2 separate regions of the Danio rerio genome follow, and region 2 is linked to region 1. Evidence: chromatin contacts called from public Hi-C data. All regions are on one chromosome and are shown on one strand. The core of a region is the stretch at or near the end of the contact, and the rest is flanking DNA. Distances in the headings are between cores, read along the strand shown.

Region 1 (2,729 bases), core at 203-2,702:
TCTTTTTGGAGGACGCGCGGCCAGCACAAACACAACTGGCGCTCTACGCAAATCACCTTGGTCTGCCCCACCATCACATAATCATTAACACTTTCACACATCATCTTGTGATGCATCAAGTTTATCATGTGGCACACAACAGGCAGACGATTTATGTATATAGATTTGTTTCCTTCTTCCCCTTTCTGCAAATGTTGACAAATGTCCTAATCATATTGTGACATTTCTAATATTCTGATTCTCAAATACGTGTATGAACATGTATATTGTCATTTAAACATCGTAATATGGATATATTACTTAATCTATGATTGGCGGAGATTGGAGGAGATGGCCACTGCTATTTTAGTGGAGGGATGTGACCTGCTGGATTTACATGTCAATTCATCAACTTCTTCCAAAATCCATTAAAGTGGATTCAGTATAAGTTCAGTTCAAGATCATAACTGGTTGTTACAAACTGACGTAATTTATCTCATATGCGCTATATCGCAGTAGCACGCTACGGCAAGAGAGGTGAGCACGAGTAATTAAAATGCTCCAACTAAAAAGCAGACAACTATTCACAATTGACTGCTTATGAGTTTAATACAACAGTCTTTCACTGACACTGAAGTACAGCGGATACCTCTAAATGCTCTTGTTGTCATCTGTGCCTGTGTTGTCCATAGATGCTGCATTAGAAACACCTCGAATAAGAGGTAAATTGTTTTCTAATTTGTATATAAAACAAATATATAATACAATCCAATATAATGAAATTATATAATACACAAATATATATGCTCATAAGTTTTTTAAAAATCTAAATATTAAAAACTTTTAAGGATTTAGGATGCTGATTAGCCTTAAATATGTCATAACAGTCTTGTGAAAAGGTCCATTTAATGTTAATAAGTCACTTAACTAAATGCAAGTCTGATATAAGTGCATTCCTTAAAATTGTTTTCTAAATATAATAAATTCAACATTTACAATTACATGCATCTCTTTTTGGAGTTTGACATTTTAGTACTTCTTACCAGATTTTCTCAGTTTAATTTTTAATATTATAATATATATTTTTTATATTAATACTTCTATTCCATTTTCCTAAAATAACATGCTTCGTTATGTGAAAACTTACAAGCTTTAACGTATATTTATAAAAAAAAAAAAATCTATTTGCTAACCTTATTATATTTTCCCTTCAATCTCCTATTTTATTTGAAAATTGAATGTTGTAATCAACATCACCATGATTAAGAGACATTGTTGATATATGAAAATACAGTCTTGTCACCCAGCCCTAGACTGGTAATTCAGGATCTGCTCTGTCTGCAAAACTGAATAAGTCAAAAATCTGACACAGAAACAGGAAAGTTGCAGTTACAGTTTCACTTGCGCAGCATTTATGTTATGTGGTTTGTTGACATTGTAAGGTGGTGCACGTGGTTCTGACCTGCGGGTGGCGTGTGGAGCTGAAGGTGTACTGCACTGAGTGTGGGGGGTAACGGCTCTGTTCGCTGCTGAAGGACCCCTGGCTGGGGGGAAAGCCCGAACTGGACATGCTGTGGCCTTTTGCTGGCCTGGAGCACAGCTACTCAATCACGGGCTCAACATTGGCATGACTGTGCAGCCAAACCACCTGAGGAAAAGGGGAAACAGAAAAAAAAACATCAGAACATTTCAAGAGCCAAACATTCTGAAGGTCTCTGGAGTACGAACTCTTTCCATGACCAAACCAGACCAAGATTATTTTTTAAAGGTCCAAGGTCACAATGTGCGACCGATTGGCAGCTATTTCTCATGAAGGAAACATGCTTTGTTTCTTAGGATTGTCATGAAAATTCTCTGCTCGATTTCCCAGAAAAGTGTCAGTTTCCTAAAAACCAACAAAACATGTTTTTTCTTAAAAGTACAATCCCCTTATCTTTTAGAATATAATGATATAATGTATATAATGATGAGACCTAAATTATTTCAAACTTAAGACCCGATGCAACAGTGCACAGGACAATTTTGATAGTGACTTCAGGTCCATGAAATTATACGAAGGACTACCGCAAAATGGATATCAAAATAAATGGACAAAAGCAAATGAAATTTGATTTATCTACACACAGAAGAAACAAGGATGCATTAAGGTCCTTTTAGACAGAAGGAGGAGGACTCTCTGTAAATGTTTCTGCGTGGTGGAGGGGTTTTCTCTATGTTTTGTCCAGATAAAAGCAGTGTGGCTTCAGGTCTGATTATCATTACAAAAGTAATAATCAAAAAGGTTACATTTGTTTTTGCTAAAATCAAACAATTTTGCACTATATTGAATAATTGTGTTTATTGTTTTCTGATCAGAAGAGAAGTATAGTTTCATTTTAGACAGTATTGTCGACTCACAGCAGCCATATGGCTATAATTGTATAACATTTTTCATTGCAGATCTACATACAAACCTTTTCACTGAGCTCAGCAAAATGTTCTTTGAACCATTATTAATAATCTGTTCAATAATTTGTTAAAGTCAAAACAAATATTAAAGAGGACTAAGAAAGCAAGTTTTCACTTTTTCTTGCTTAATGACAGAAGCAGTCGGTCTAAAAGGCTGCATTCACACTGCAAACCTATTGTACAGAGCCCATCAATTTACACAGTTTTGGCATGCATGAATCTAACAGAGTTGGCTTTTGAGTAACAATCATAACTGAGGAAGTCACTTGAATGAGTGGTGCATTATTCTCATCCACTGCACA
Region 2 (2,933 bases), core at 76-2,575, 56 kb after region 1:
CCATTAAGCCTTTAAAAGTCCCTTTAATCTTTTAAAATATTATTTACTGTCATCATGGCATAAAATAAAACAAAAATTTAATTAAATAAAAAAAGCTAAAATAAAATAAATCAGATATTAGAAATCAGTTATTAAAACTATTATGTTTAGATATGTTTCTCTCTGTTAAACAGAAATTGAAGGAAAATAAACAGGGGGGCTAATATGTCAGACCTCAATTATATATACAGTATACATGTATATACATATATGTACACAAACACACACACACACACACACACACACAAATACATCCATTTCACACATGTATACATATTTACATACATACATAAAAATATTTAATTAACCTCTAAATAAATATAATAAATGAATAATTATTAAATAAATAACTAAATAAATAGAATAAGTATAAAATAAAACAAAAGATATAATAATAAAATATGAGTTTAAAATAAAAAACAAACATATAATCTCTATGATGAATAGCCTCTAAAATGATGTAAATGTTAAATTATGGATAATTGTATTCTCGTGGCCATCTATTTACTTTTTTTGTATCCAATGTGCATGTGTCATTTTTTCCATTTCCTCCACCATTCATCTTTAGTTGGTGAGTCTTCTTTATGCAATCTCCGGATACTATTTAAGATATTACTGGCAACAAGTAAAAAAGCTATACTTTTTCACTTGTTGCCAATGATATATTAAATAGATATCTATCGAGTAAGTCAAATTTTCATTTTGAATTGTTAGAAAAATGTACGATATCTTAAGTAGCTTCTGAAAAGAGGTATTTAAAGAACTTTTTGTAATTCTTTTATAAAAGAGACTAAATTGTACAGAAAAGTATTTACTCAACTCTATCTAGATATCATACCATATCATAAAAACAATCCAGAAGAGCATCAGAACACTAAATCAGTTCAGAGGGACAAAAAAAAATATCCTCTGTCTTGTTGTTCCAACAATTAACTATGACTATAGGATTCACCCTCTGTATGAATCCTGATCCTTTCTTCTGTAAATTGTTATCTACGTTGAATCATTGATATCATTAATATGGGTAACCGAGGCATATGCTGAGAAGGGGATGACTTTTTTGCAGGCTTGAGGCAGTGACTTACATAAGGGCTAGTGGTACAGTCTGAACAAACAGTGTTATTGAGCAATATTTGGTTCGAAGAAACCGAGCCAGTCTTCTTGGACATCTGTCTCTTCTGTGCTGTTGTAGATGTATTTATTTGTGTGCAGCGTGTGTATGTGTGTGTGTGTGAGAGAGAGGAAGCAGTGGTGAAGTTGGCTCTGAGATGGCGTCTCAGTCTGAGCTCGGCCAGCACAGGTGGTGTGACTGGGAGAGCCAGGACATGACAGACACTTCCAGGAACTGCATGTGGATTTAGAGCTCACTCTAATCTGAGAAAAACCCAGACCTCAGGAAGTGTGTGTGTGTGTGTGTGTGTGTGTGTGTGTGTGTGTGTGTGTGTGTGTGTGTGTGTGTGTGTGTGTGTGTGTGTGTGTGTGTGTCTGTCTGTCTATCTGTCTGTCTGTTTGTATGTCTGTGTGTGTTTATTTGTGTGTACTGTTTTTGGTGGTTCAAAGGGACAGGCATTTTGAAATGACATGCAATATGACCTGGTATTACAACATTAAGGTGGTTTATGAGGACATCCCTTGTGTCCTTGTTATTCAAAACACTTAAAAGCCATATGTAGCAGGCAACATATTCAACATTTATTCAATATGTTCAACATATTTTGACATTCAAAATTTGCCACAGGTTACCTTTGAGGGTTATGTTTAGGGGTAGGGTCAGATAAGTAGCATTATTTACAGTATAGAATACAGTGTGCTCATGGAGAGTCCTTATTAACCATCATTTTGTGTGTGTGTGTGTGTGTGTGTGTGTGTGTACAGTAAACAGTACTGCCAAGTAAATTTGTGGATCTTAATGTAATATTTTAATGCAGTGTATCTAACGCATTTCTACCCAGATAAACTGATAAAAATAGATTCCTAATGAATTTGTTGTGATTTTATGACAATAATTCTAATGGTAAAGTATTAAAAATTCAGACAGTCCTAAAGTACAGATTTATTTGAGATTAATCTTCAGAAAATCGTTGTTAATATCTGTACATCAGGTCATATCATTGTCATCATTATAAATAAACAAAAGTATCGCTTGTCAATATATTTTGAAACATATGTGCTTGTAACTTTGGTTTATTATATTAATAATATTTATTTTTTCCTGTCTTCAACAACAGTCATCTAGCTTCTGCTGGACGTATACATGAAGGTAAGTCTCATTACATTCATTGTTAAATTATGCACTTAACATTGTATTATGTTAAATATTATTATCGTTGATAATGTAGAGTAAGACTGTTTTAACTCATGTTTTGGGGTCATTGATTTGAGTATATTTGGCCTTTATTAGAGTTAAATCTAAAGTTGGTGGTGCTTTAGCTTTTAAGAAACAGGATTAAACACCCCTAGTTTACAGGAATAGTTCACCCAAAAATGATTTTTTTACTCATTATTTACTCACCCTCAGTTTGTTCCAAAGTGTTATGTCGTTATTCTGTTGAACACAAAAGAGGATATTTTGAAGAAAGCTAAAACACTATTACAATTGACACACTGTTAACAATTTTTGTAAATTACACAGTATTTAACTTTAATAGAAACAGATTTTTACTGTAGTACACTTAAGGGGGTCACACACCAGAAACGCCACTTCGCGCCCCGTAGCGCCAAACATTTCAGAATTCTAAACCTAGGTTTCTATCCGGGTACACACACTGGTGCTGCAAGTCGGCAGCTGTCGGCAGCGGCCAGCCACAACTCAGGACATCGTTCATATTTCTGCCGCGCCACAGAGCGCCATCTGATTAGTTTCATTTTAAATAAACATGCGAATGTGCGCGTCT

The links. Hi-C and Micro-C count contacts between places; a contact is called where the count stands out from the background.
Region 2: a Hi-C map of an unstated tissue shows a contact between it and region 1, with 1.6 times the contacts expected there. The contact joins two enhancer-like sites. A contact is called at or near these places in 1 of 18 Hi-C or Micro-C datasets (an unstated tissue) and 1 of 4 datasets of contacts at active chromatin or transcription factors (caudal fin).

Annotation. Positions count from the first base shown.
Region 1 is chr5:42,789,964-42,792,692 of GRCz12tu, forward strand. It overlaps ncor1 (nuclear receptor corepressor 1), which reads right to left. Exons shown (of 48, transcript NM_200276.2): 2 at 1,442-1,627. The coding sequence starts at 1,549. Among named protein-coding and RNA genes, the nearest start is that of ncor1, 13 kb to the right of the region's middle. Within about 2 kb of position 1,453, at least 11 of the 62 cell types and tissues checked have an H3K27ac peak or open chromatin away from gene starts, as enhancers often do.
Region 2 is chr5:42,846,131-42,849,063 of GRCz12tu, forward strand. pigl (phosphatidylinositol glycan anchor biosynthesis, class L) reads left to right here. Exons shown (of 7, transcript NM_001256655.1): 5 at 2,268-2,299. Among named protein-coding and RNA genes, the nearest start is that of cenpv, 13 kb to the right of the region's middle. Within about 2 kb of position 1,326, at least 13 of the 62 cell types and tissues checked have an H3K27ac peak or open chromatin away from gene starts, as enhancers often do.